Linked DNA regions of Ovis aries: region 1 is linked to region 2. The links are chromatin contacts, called in public Hi-C maps. All regions are on one chromosome and are shown on one strand. Each heading gives the region's core, a stretch centred on a gene start, on an enhancer-like site or on the middle of the called end of the contact. The rest is flanking DNA. Distances are from core to core; before and after follow the strand shown.

Region 1 (6,736 bases), core at 2,210-4,709, 34 kb after region 2:
GAGAACACAAGCCAAGGCCAGCTCCAGAACAGTGATAGCTGGGGTGTTTCCCTTCACCTGGATGTCTCACCAGTAGCTGGCACTCCATAAATGCTTAATAGGGGTAAGAGAGCATCTGCAATAAAGGACAAGTTGAGGATAATGGCTTTATCTTCTCTGTTCTTTTTGAGCCTTCCTTATGTTAAAGCCACCCTGTGTAGCCATGAGTTGTGAAGAGGCCTGGCCAGTTCCGGTTCCCCCTTCATTGAGTAACCAGCAGCTCCATGGTTTTATCAGATTTTTTTTTTCCACCTGTTCTTGCCTAAGCCTGTAACACATTATCACTCAAAGCAGAGATGCTTTTATCTTTTCAGAAGCTTGCCAGAGGAAACTGGTATTTCCCTTCCTCAATTTAACTTAGAGGAACACTTTATCTGTGTCTTGCAGAGGAAGGCTGTTCATCTTTTAACGTTTTAAATGTGTAGTTCTTTTGAACAGGCTGCCTTCCAGACAGTAGTTTTTATCTTCCTTCCCTTTCATCAGGCCTCTTTGGGCCAGATTTGCTTAAACCCAGCTTATGTTTGTTTGAGCATTTGACTGTAGGCAGGGTATCCTTCTAGGCCCTAACAGATCTGCAAAAATGGATAAAACGTGGTTCTGTCCCTCATGGAGTTTATGCTCTACTCAGAGAGACAGTATAGAACGGAGCAGATAGGAGAGAGGAGGATCTCAAATGGAGTTCTGGTTTCCAAAGAATCTGCGTGAATCAGAAGGCACCGTTGCATGTTTTAAAACCCAGATCTTGACTTTCAGAATTTAATCCTTAGAAGTCTCTTGCATGGTTTAACCATCAGCCTTGCTGGGTAAAGAACAGGCCCCTTATCCTGGTGACTCAGTCTGCTGCCACTGATTTTGCAAGGATCAAATTGTTTGATGGACGTTCTGTTTTCCCTTGGAAAAAAGGGCTGTAAATGTAATGAATGTACCAAGAGTGACATATGCAGTAGCGATATTTTAAGGACGTTATCTGTTATTTCATATTTTATTCTTCAAGGGGAGCTTAACATGTTCTCTGTCACCCACCGGCCTGTTGATAGTGGGATTTTTTTTTTTCTCCAGCGTTGTGAGATGTTTTTTCTCCAACTTTGCTTAGTACTTCATCTGAAGGAGGCAGTGGCAGAGGATTTGAAGCAGTGGTTCTATGAGCTGCCTCCCTTGTCCCTCTCTGTACCATGGGAAACCCTCATCTTTCGCAGGGTCTCTGGCAGGTGCCCTGGCTGGCTCAGTGGGCAGTGCTTGTCTGGAGGCCTCAGGGACTCCATGAGGGGTGTGTAGTTTGAGCGCCTGTTGTGAGACGTTTGTTTCTTTGTTTTTAATCTAACCCGCACCCATGCAAAATAGGTTCCTCCATGCCAGTACCAGAATAACCCTGGCCAGAGCTCAAGAAAAACCTGGTAACTGACCTAAAATTAAACGCATGAACTCTCTCTGCCCTTCTCATTACAGTTTTTTATTAGGCATTCTTGATTTTTTTCCCCTCTTAGGAAAAGGCTGGGAGTAGGCACTGAAGTCATTGTCCTAGGCATAGAGAGAGGATGGATGAGTGGGGAATGGTGACTGCTAATAAGCATAGGAGGGGCCAGTGCAGGTTTTCCTGGATCCAAGATTTCTTTTTTAACCTAGCTGTAAAGATTCCTTGACATTATCAGTCCCTGGCTTCATCCAAGGTATCCCAGTTATGGTCCTGATTTGACATGAACCTGGTGCCTGTAATCCTTTGACTTGGCTGAAAATTCTCTTTAATGACCTCACTGAGCGCTCCCAAGTGGAGAATGTGGTGTATTTATATCCCTGGCACCTTTCAGATTATCGGCGATCACACTAGCCACAAGCAAGGGCACTGCCTAAAGTTGGTTTTTATTCTGACTTAAAAATTAGATGTCTTGAAACCTTAAATTGTTTTCTCTGCTGGTTTTATCTTCCTGCTGGGTAGGAACAGTATGGGAGTGAGCTTTAAGAGTCTCCTAAGAAAGCATATGTGTACGGATAGTAGAGAAGAGTACTGTGGGTCTTTTAAAATCATGAACTCCTTAGAAGTTTTTTAAGTTTGTATTCATCTGGACCTCAAAGAGTATTTCTATCCAAAAAATGAAGTCTTTCAAATATATAGAACAGTACAGAAAATGATATGGCAAACATCTGTGTGCCTGTCACCAAGATGAAATGTCTAACATAAACACCCTGCCTGTGGGTTTATCTGCACTTGTACTTACATGGGTCTCCATGATTTGTGGGTATTAAAAATGAATAGATAGAATATCTATTTCTTTGTAACTTGCCTTTTTTTTTTTTAAAATTCAGAGTTGTGTTTTTGAGATATATCTGTGCAAATCCAGCCTCTTTATTTTAGAGATAACTGTTTTGTAGTGTCCCCTTGATCTGTGGATAAGTATAGTTCAGTTTCTTTACCCATTTGCACAGTGAGGGACAGTTAATTATGGTAACTGTTTGTTCTCTAACTGTCGTTAGCGCTTTGGGAGGAGTGCTGTTGACTTTCTTGTGTGTAGATCTCACATCTGGCAGCTTTTCTTAGCATTTCTTAGTTCTCGCAGTTTTGTAGATTCGCCTGCTTTCCTCATGCAGATAATCATACTACAGTGGTGTCTCTTCCCTTCTTGTCCTTGTATCTTTTGTCTCTGTCACATTGTTAGGTTGCTAGGGCTGCCATAGCAAGGTCCCACCAACTGAGCGGCTTAGACAGCAGAAGTTTATTACAGTCCCAGAGGCTGGCGGTTTACGATCAGGATGTCCACGGGGTTGCTTTCTTCTGACCCTCGCCCCTTGGCTTATGGATGGTCTGTGTCTTTACATGGCCTTCCCTGTGTGTGTGTGCGCTGGTCCCACTTGGCATACGGACACGACTCATGTTGGACTAGGGCCATGCTAATGGCCTGATTTTACCTTAGTGACCTCCTTCACCGCCCCGTCTCCAAAGACAGTCATATTAAGGGTTACTGGGCATTCAGACTTCCACATGGGACTTAGGAGGGCCACGCTCCAGCCTTTAACACTGTGCTGTCTCAGCCGGCTCACACACCACCGAATGGAAGTAGTTACGGCGGATGCCCTTGATTTGTTCCTGACCGCAGAGGGATTTTAAGGGGAATGTTCGTAAACTTTCGCCTCTGAAAGTGCTCTGCTGTGACTTGTAGATGCTTTCCCTGGGCTCGAGAAGGTCCTCTCAGAGCCGTCTTTGCTCTCAGGAGTGGAGGCTGGAGACTTTCCAAACCAATGAGGGCCTGCTTTCATCAGTTAGAGCTCAGAAAACTTGAATACCTGGCTCTCCTCACAGCAGGGTCCAGAGAGATGACCTGGGCCCCGTCCAAGGGCTAATTTGGAAAGAGCAACTTGAGGCCGTGGAGGCGGTGTATGGACGGGTCAAATTCTAGCAAGTAAATGGCATCGGGGTAGGGTGTGGGCGGTGCGATGGTGGTGCTTTTCTCGAGTGTCCCGAGGCGGGAGGCTCCTTGTCGGTCCGCTTGCGCCGTGCTGTGTGTGGCCTTGTGCTCAGAAGCTCAGCTTCTCTCTAAGTTACCCTGCCACCACTGATCTTTTTTCTGCCTAAACACCATGGTGGTTTTCTGCCGAGTGCTTTTTTTTTTTTTTTTTTTGCAGTTTGTCCTCCCTTTCCTTCTGTTTGGGTTTACTCTATAGTTCTTTCCTCGGTTTTTGAGTTGGACACTCTCGCGAACGATTTTCCGTTATTTTTGTTTTCTAGTATATGCATTTTCACAACTTAATTGAGATACAATTTATATATAGTTCATCTATTTGAAGTATACAATTCTTTTAGTATTTTCAGAATTGTGCAGCCATCATCACCATCAGCTTAACCCCCAAAAGCAGCTCCATGCCTCCCGTCTTCTCTCCTACCCGCCGACCAAGTCTCCCAGCATTAAGCAGTCTACCTCCTGCATAGAGTTGCCTGTCCCAGGTTCTGCTTTGCTGTCCCACAAGTCTTTTAATCCGTAGAAGAAATTATTTTTTTTATCCTCTTATACTGTTTCTCTCTTAAAAAATCACTTCCACATTCACATAGGAAGCCTTTTGCTAATTTAGTATTCGGGATTCATGGCAGTAGAATATCTAGTGAAAACATTATTCTTAGATCTTTTGCTGAAGTTGGCAATTACATTTCCTTAGATGATCCGATACAAATGCATACTTTTATCAGCTCTGTCTTAAGTAGTATGGAAATGAGCTCTCCTGAAGTAAATGAACTAACTCTCCCTCAAATGATCTCCTGGGGACTTCTTTTTTTCTATAAGTTAGTTGGATTGAAACCACATTAAATCTTTCATTAATTGCTTCCAGTTCTTCCATTCTTTTCTAACCCCCACACTCATTACCATATTTACTTACCTTGATATATAAACATAAAAGTTTATAAATGTATAAGATAATGCTTTTCTTTTCCCCAACTTGTTATTTTGAAAAATTTCAGTCCCACAGAAGACTTAAAGAACAGGACTGCCAACACCTATATTCATTCCCCTCACCTAGATCCAGCCAATTAATGTTTTGTCATATTTGAACTCTCTTCGTTCTCACGCCCTTACCTCTCTCATGTATAATTTTTCCTGAGCAATTTAAAAGTTAAGGTGTACGTATCCACAGTATCTGTCAGATTGTACTGTTTTGGTACCCTGCTCTTGGTGGGTGGTTTTCCCGTGTGTTTTGTAATTTTTGACTGCGAGCTCATGGGCACCAGAGTAGGAGGTGCAAGCCTGCAGCTACAGAGCTCAGGAGAGGCCTTTTTTCTCTGTAGCATGAGGAGACCAGCCTCCTCCCCACCGTCACTTTCTCTTTTCAGTTCTCTTGGTTTCTGGTGCTTGGGGATTTCCAGTTCTTTCTTTTTGTTCTCCAGTAATATCAGGTATTTGCAGCAATAGGGTTTTCTGGTTTATCATATTACTGTAACTGGAAGTTCCCCTGGTTTTGATTTTCACAATTGAGAGACTCGGCACTTTAGATCATTTTTAAGGCTTAGGTTTATTCTGTGAACTTTTAGCAAGTGACTCAAGTTGTCACCTTTCTCACAGTTTAACAGATCCCAGAATCTTCGCTTCCAGCTTATTGTTAATCCCGATTACAAAAATCTTACGGGTTGTTTTTTCTTAACGGTTGGAGGTTGGAGAAGGGGTGGAGTGGTGGAAAGCGGCAGGAAGGACAGTGAGGCTGCTAAGCTGTAGAAGCTCCAAGTGTGTCCTGCTTTGCTTAATCTCCCTGTTCTTAGGGCATCAGCACATCAGCATTGAAATGTGTCAGAATGGTTGCCTTTTCAGTGTGCTCAAGCAGGAGCAAAGTTATCACGTTTTAAGAATCATGGTTCACTCCTCTGCTGAGGTTGTAGTTTGAAGGATTTATGACTTTTTTAACATTTTCTTTTTTTAGGCAGGATCTTATTTTCAACAACAGATGGAAACAGCTGTGTCTGGAGCATGTCCCCCTCTGCTTCTCATGAAATTTACTAGCAAATAATGGCTTGGGAACTCTGAAAGCTAAGAGAAACCCCTTTTGACAAACCTTGGCTTGGTTGTGAAACACTCAGTTTTCTTGAAACTTCCCTGTAAGTTTTAGTTTGCACATTTGCAGCTGCTCCTTTGTAACGTAGCATCTCTCTTTTTTTCCTCTTCTGTTGGTCCACTTGACCTACCTCTTTTCCCCCAGATTACCCATGTGGATGATCTCAATCCTGATATTACATGTAATGCCAAGAATGCCTGTCCGAGGGAAGGAAGGGGGTGTATTTAGACACTGTTGGTTTAGAAGTTTCGACAAACATTTCTGGTACCTGATTAAGTTTAGTTTTAGAATTAGAAGGTAAACTTTTTTGTGATTGAGAGAACTCTATAGAATTTTGATTTTTCTTCTCTATAGTCAGTGATTAGACTAAATGAGTCTAGGGAAATTTGGAATTGTCTGAGGAACTTTTGTTTAGATTCGCAGGAAGTTGTAAAAATAGTAGTGATCCCATACGCCTTCATACAGTTGCCCGCAGTGGTGTATGTCTTATGTAGCTGTGGCATTCTATCAAAATGAGGACATCGGCTTTGGTACCTTCGGGACGGCCCACAGGGCCCACAGACCTTATTCACATTTCACCGTTTGACGTGCGCCATGGGTGTGTGTGTGTGTGTGTGTGTGTGTGTGTGTGGTTATATCACATGTGTCAGCTGGAGTGCCCATCACCACAATCAAGCCATGGAATGTTCCATCACCACTGAGTTCTCTAATACTCCCCTTTATTGTCACACTCCACCACCACCCCGCCCCATTCCTTAGTGTCTGGCAACTGTGCGGATTTGTTCTCTGTCTCTGTAATTTGGTGATTTTGTTAATGCTGTATAAATGAATCACACAGGTACATAACTTTTAGGATTAACGCTTTACATTCAGCATAGTTCCCTTTCCAGGTTGTGTTTATCAGTAATCCATTCCTGTTTTGTTGTTATTGTTGTTACGTAGTATTCCACCGCAACTTGTTTAACCCGCTTGAGGAACTTCCAAAAAAATACTTGTTTTGCTGGTATAGTCATATCACTGCAACCACCACTACCTACCCGAAACACGTCTTTTTACTCTGCTTGTTATCGCCACATTTCTTTTCTTTTCATCTCGCCACGCAGTCTTATTTTTTGATGCATCTCAAAGTAAATGCAGTTATCTGCATGCTTCCCTCTGAATATTTCAACAT
Region 2 (6,400 bases), core at 3,858-6,357:
GTGGTCCCTGAGATCTGCACTTGAAGGTCCAGTCTGTGTTAGAGACCGAACAGCATTGGGGGTCCCTTGTCAGGCAGATTCCAACTTGCTGACCAGGCTTCAGGGCTCTTATCACCAAACAATGTCTTTTCAGAAAGTCACTTGCTAGCCACGCCACAGGAAGGCAGGGTATGATGTAGCCAACCCTGAAATCCAGGACTCTGGCTGGGTCTTATCAGCAACTTCCTTGCAAGTTTGAGCACAATCCTTTATCTTTCCGGTCCCGTGCTTCCTCTTCTGCAGAATGTGGAGTTAGCTGACCCCTTAGTCTCTCTATATCTGGGAGGCTTGGGACCCTGCCCTGCAGTCTACCAGTAATTTTCCTCTCTTCATCAATCAACAAATATTTGTGGATGTGCCCACATGCTCTGGCTCCTTGCTACATACATTTGGTTGATCATTAGCCTGGTTTTCTCTCTTTATGTTTTCTCTTTTCAAGTAAAACGATTCAAAAACTAAAGAACTATGCTGCTGCTGCTGCTGTTATTAAGTTGCTTCAGTTGTGTCCGACTCTGTGTGACCCCATAGACGGCAGCCCACCAGGCTCCCCCTTCCCTGGGATTTTCCAGGCAAGAGTACTGGAGTGGGTTGCCATTGCCTTCTCCAAAGAGCTATGAGAGGGGACTTAACTGGCAGTCCAGTGGTTAGGTCTCCAGGCTTCCACTGCAACGGATGTGGGTTTCATCCCTGGTTGGGGAACTAAGATCCTGCATGCTGCGGGGTGTGGCCAAAAAAAGCCCCAACAAAATGAAACAAACAATGCCAATAACAAACAAACAAACAAAACCAAGAGCTATGAGAGGGCTGAGAGGACATTTCTTACTTGGAAATATTTGTCAGGTCCTAGAAGCTGCAGTCCATGGGGTCGCGAAGAGTTGGACACTACTGAGCGACTTCACTTTCACATTTCACTTTCATGCATTGGAGAAGGAAAAGGCAACCCACTCCAGTGTTCTTATCTGGAGAATCCCAGGGCTGGCAGAACCTGGTGGGCTGCCGTCTATGGGGTCGCACAGAGTCGGACACGACTGAAGCAACTCAGCAGCAGTAGCAGCAGCAGCAGAAGCCATGGGAGGTCATTCCCAGCCTGGCTACTTCCCAGGAATAGGCCTTAACAAGCCTTTTCCTTCATTTTCTGAACCCTTCAGGTCCCAGACTTACATTCTTCCAGGTGATGTTCCAAACTGGGGTTTTGTATCACTGTCACACACTCACACTGCAAAAGCAAATGGCTTTGGCAATGCTGATTTGTAAAAAAAAAAAAAAATTGAGATATAGTTGATTTACAATATTATAAAAGTTTTAGGTGTACAGCATAGTGATTCACAATGTTTAAAGATTATACTCCATTTATAGTTATTATAAAATATTGATTACAGGCAATGCTGATTTTGTCAGCTCTTTCTCCTGACTATTCCGGTAGGTGGGTCAGTGATTTATTAATCCTGGTTCACAGCTGGCAGAGAACCAGGAAACAGTTCTTCCAGGGTCAGTGAGAGCGTGAAGATAAAAAATAAAATAGAGGCTTCTCATCTAGCTGGAGCCATTTTTGCATATGATATCCTTGCATCATGTGCGTCCAGAGTGACTTACCACCTCTCCCCAGATTTGGTAACTTTAAACCAAGAACCCACAGGAGAGACTGGAGCAAAACACATCCGGGATTCTCGATGCAACAGAAGACAAACTGAAGCTAATCTGAGGCTGCAGGTTTCAGTGGATGCCTGTTGCTACGGCATGAGTCACTCTCTCTAAGATGTAAAGGACAGAATCAAGCTGCTGAATGAAGAACTTTCCTTGCTCTATATCTTAATATTTTTATTTCAGGGGGAGATTTGTCATCTGAATAACTGCGCAAGGAGATAACAAGGACATTGCCTGAGAAAGACTGTCATTCACGGTCCCACAGGCCACTTAAGCTCAGTGTCATCACACGGCAGAAAGCAGGGGCTTCACCTTTGCAGATTAAACTCGCGGCCATTCAGTGGTGCCAGATGTGGGAGAGAAAGGACAACCAGCAGACTGGAATATATTCCTCAAGGGCAAATTATTAATATACAAAAAGAAATACAGTTATTAGGCAGATCTAATCTTTTTCACCCCATTGGGAAGCATAGAGAAAAAATGAAATTGTCATCCAAAGAGGCCTTAATGAGCATGTTCACTGTAAAGCGTAGAAGTCCAGTTGTGCTTCTTCCTATGGTTTACACTTTCCATATGCTCGCCTCTCTCTTTATCTAGGCTCTCTGTTCAAACACTAAAATACAAAAAAGTACATCATGAAACGAAACTTTTCCCATCCACCATCCCAGCTCTCTAGTTCCTACTTCCCACCCCCCGAGGATTACATTATGTTGTTTCATGTTCCCATCCAGTCTTCCATTCATATCTTCATTCTTGTCTGTATATATATCCCATGGACAAAGGAGCCTGGCGGGCTACAGTCCATGGGGTCGCAAAGAGTCAGACATGACTTAAGGACTAAAGAGCAGCAGGAGCATCTTCAGGGCTCATTAATCATTTGGCCTTATTAATCATTACTATTTTTAAGGATAATGATGTTGATAAAACTTTCCAGAGCCCCCCATCCCCTCAGGATACAGTTCACGGCTACCCTGGGCCCTTTTGTCAGCTCTGAGGACCAGCTTCATCTCTGGTTCCCACTCCTCTTCGCAGCTCTACTGCGTCTTCCAGCTCCTTTGAACATGCTGTTCCTTTTGTCTGGAACATTCTTCTCTTCCTGAAACACAGCTAATTCCCCACCCCTACCCTGCTTTCCCTGGCTAATCTCCAACTCATCTTTTAGGTCTTGGCTTGGAATCACTATGTCTGTGCCTGTCTCCTTCCATCAGCACACGGTCTTGAATTACTCATTCATTCATTTCATAAACATACACTGAGTGTTGCTTACTTGCCAGGCACTGCTTTAGGCTGATCTACCACACTGGAGTGTCACTGCCTGCGTTGATACCTCATATATATGTGTGTGTGTTATTGCACTGTAATTCACATATCATCAAATTTACCCTCTCAGTGCTTTTTTTTTGGTATATGCACAAGGTTGTACAACCATCACCATGATCTAATTCCAGAACATTTTCATCACTCCAAAAATAAACCCAGTAGCAGGCATTCTCCATTCTCCCCTCCCTTCCTTCCCCCAACCCCCACCTTTCTTTCTGTCAATAAATTTGCCTATTCTGGACATTTCATACTTCTTTTACTTAGTGTTTTCAAGATTTATTCATGTAGTAGCATGTATCAGCACTTCTTTTTTTTTTTTTTCCTAAGCTGGACTCCTTCTTTTTTTTTTTAGCATTTCGTTCTTTTAATGACTGTCCATTGTATGAATATATCACATTTGCTTTACCCATCCACCAGTTGATGAACATTTAGGTTAGTGTTTCTTCTGAAGCCCTGTGAGAACAAGACTCCATTTGTTTTGCTCACTGTCATATCCCAGAACCTAGTGCAATACCTGGCACTTATTAGAAATTCATATTTTGGGAATTACCTGGCTGTCCAGTGGTTAGGACTCTGCTTTCACCATTGGGGGCCCAGGTTGGATTCCTGGTTAAGGAACTAAGGTTCCACAAGCCTCCCAGTAAAGAAAAAAAAAAAAAAAAAAAAGGTTTATATTTTGTTCAACTTTTAAAAAAAAGTGTTGAATGAATAGGTAAATCAAAAGCTAGTTAGATGGTTATAATTCTTATGGATTATATATTTATCTCCTCAGTAGAGATCTGGGGAGGGTATCCTCTTTTCTGCACAGTACTGAACTACCTGTCTTCTTTCTTCAGGGAGGAAACTGGGTTAAATTTAACCTTTCTTGTTTTTCTTCAAATCACTCATTTGGATCTTAGCTGTATACAAATTCCCCATTTGGAAACTTACAGATAATGTTTTGGGTATTAAAACATTGTTTTTTCCTTCATCATTTCTCATACAGAAATCTCAACTTCCTTCTGCAGGGCTTTTTGCTGCTTGCAAAGGCCGCCTATTCCTTCCAAGCTGGTCACACTGAGACAATCAATACCTATGACAGATCAACCTTTCTTTTTTCAGTTTTAATATTTCTTTGCACCCTGTTTTGGCTCCTTGATTTGGAAGTATCTGACATTTAGAACAAGGAAGTCAGTTAGACCAGGGACTGAGTGACAGACAGTCCTAGGCAGCACTCAGCACTTAAAAAAATAGCTGTTGAACAAATGAATGAACGAAAGAATGGAATGAGTGAGTGAATGTGAATATGTGAGGGAGACATTGCAAAACGCAGACTCGGTGAGCAAATATTGGGTACCTGCTGTGTCCCAGGCCCTGCGATGCATACCTGGATAAACGGTAAACAAAACAGGAGTCCTTCCTTGAACCAGGGAGTTTCTAAAATCACTAGTTCTAGCTGCATTATTAGATTTCCACGTCTGTTATTTTTTTTTAATCGTACACCTGATGATTTTCAGAGTCGCATTTTATCTTAAGGATCTACCCATTTGCTTAAGTCCAAAATAGGAAGTTCTGATCTATTGGCAGCAAAATCTGAAATCACAAGCAACACCCCCCCTACACACCCCCCAGCCCTGTTTAATCCCGGAAAAACTATCGAGCCCCAAAACGCTAAACTTCCTGGTGTTGGGGATTCCAGGACATTGAACCTCAGATAGAACGGACAGCAAGTCCACCAGAGGGTGCTGCGGGGGCAAATTCGTGCCGGGAAGGGAGCTTGACCAGTGACCCTCGGGGCTAGGTAGGCGTCTGGAGTCCTTTTTCTTCTTCCCCGGGTTTCTTTCCCACCCTTTGGACCACCGCCGCCCCTCCGCCCACGGGGGGATTCCCCCTGAATGACCAGCTGCTCTTGGGGGCTTAAAGGTGCCGCGTCGCCTCTGGTCCTGAGCTCCAGCGGCTCGGACCACGCCTGCCCCGGGGCCATCGGACAGGGCAGGGCCGGGCCGGGCGGGGCGGGCGAGGCGTCCACGCCCCGAGTCCCCGCCCGGCGCCGCGCGGGCCGCGAAGGGGTTAACGCGGGGGGCGGGGGCGGGGGCGCCGCCGCGCCTGCGCGCTGCCGCCCTCCATTGTCTCCGCGGCGGCGAGGAGCGCCGGCGAGCGCAGCCCGGGAGCGAGCGGCGCGGCCGGCGGGGCCCGCGCGGCAGGGCCGAGAGCGCGACGCGAGCGCGGCTTCGCGAGCTCCGCGGGCCGCCGGCGCCGCAGCCCGCCCGGGCCTCGGGGGTCCGGGCCGCCGTCCCGGCCGCGGCGTCTTGAGGCGGCACGCGCCGGCGCCCCCGCCCTCCTCCTCCGGCGGCCGCTGCCGGGCGGGCGGCCTCCTCCCCGCGGCGCCCGGCCCTCGGGAGCCCGGGGGCGGCCTGGGGCGCGCCGAGCCCGCGCGCCTCGCCTCTCCGGACCTTGAGGGGAATCATGCGCCGGGCTCGGGACGCCTGCAGCCCGTAGTCTGGGTCCTGCTCGGGTCCTCTCTTTTTCCTTTTTCCCTTCCCCTCCGGTCTCCTTTTTGCTCCCCCGTATGCCCGCCCAGCCCTGCCCCCGCCGCTGAGGACAGGGGGAGGGTCTCGGCCTGCAGGCTCCCGCCCCGCCGGGGCCCGGGCGAGCATGGGCGGCAAGCAGAGCACAGCGGCCCGCTCGCGCGGCCCCTTCCCGGGGGTCTCCACCGACGACAGCGCCGTGCCCCCGCCGGGAGGGGCGCCCCACTTCGGGCACTACCGGGCGGGCGGCGGGGCCATGGGGCTCCGCAGCCGCTCGGTCAGCTCCGTGGCGGGCATGGGCATGGACCCCAGCACGGCCAGCGGGGTGCCCTTTGGCCTCTACACCCCCGCCTCCCGAGGGACCGGCGACGCCGAGAGGGCGCCCGGCAGCGGAGGGTCGACGTCCGACTCCACCTATGCCCACGGCAATGGTTACCAGGAGACGGGTGGCGGTCACCATAGAGACGGGATGCTGTACCTGGGCTCCCGAGCCTCGCTAGCGGATGCTCTACCTCTGCACATCGCACCCCGGTGGTTCAGCTCGCACAGTGGTGAGTCCGCGGGCGCCAGAGGCCTCGGAGGGTGGGGTGCCAGGGAGGGCGCGCCGAGGTGCCCCGCACCTTCGCACGCGTGCACGCAAAAGGTCTGGAGGTAAAAGTGCGGTACCTGGATCTGGCTGTCGTCCTCTTGGTTCCCGAAGCCAAGGGATGAATGGAATACCCACTCTCTAGAAATGAGGCTTTCTGAGAGGCCGAGGAGAGCCAGGTGTGTGAGGACTTCAGGCGTTGGTTCACTTGTGGATGCCTGTTGAAGTCTCATTCATTGGCCTCCCCGTCCTCAGAGAAGTCTGGCTGGTCGCAAGTCGGCCTCCGTGCTTCCTTTCTGTTACT

Evidence for each region. Hi-C and Micro-C count contacts between places; a contact is called where the count stands out from the background.
Region 1: a contact with region 2 is called in a Hi-C map of muscle, with 2.2 times the contacts expected there. The contact joins the enhancer-like site here to the promoter of ZNRF1 in region 2. A contact is called at or near these places in 3 of 16 Hi-C or Micro-C datasets (blood, muscle and tail adipose tissue).

Annotation. Positions count from the first base shown.
Region 1 is chr14:1,883,227-1,889,962 of ARS-UI_Ramb_v3.0, forward strand. All of the region lies in intron 1 of ZNRF1 (zinc and ring finger 1), which reads left to right. Among named protein-coding and RNA genes, the nearest start is that of ZNRF1, 34 kb to the left of the region's middle. Within about 2 kb of position 3,460, at least 8 of the 54 cell types and tissues checked have an H3K27ac peak or open chromatin away from gene starts, as enhancers often do. A contact at or near this core is called in muscle, where this site is marked.
Region 2 is chr14:1,847,417-1,853,816 of ARS-UI_Ramb_v3.0, forward strand. It overlaps ZNRF1 (zinc and ring finger 1), which reads left to right and starts at 5,108. Exons shown (of 5, transcript XM_027977626.2): 1 at 5,108-6,061. The coding sequence starts at 5,638.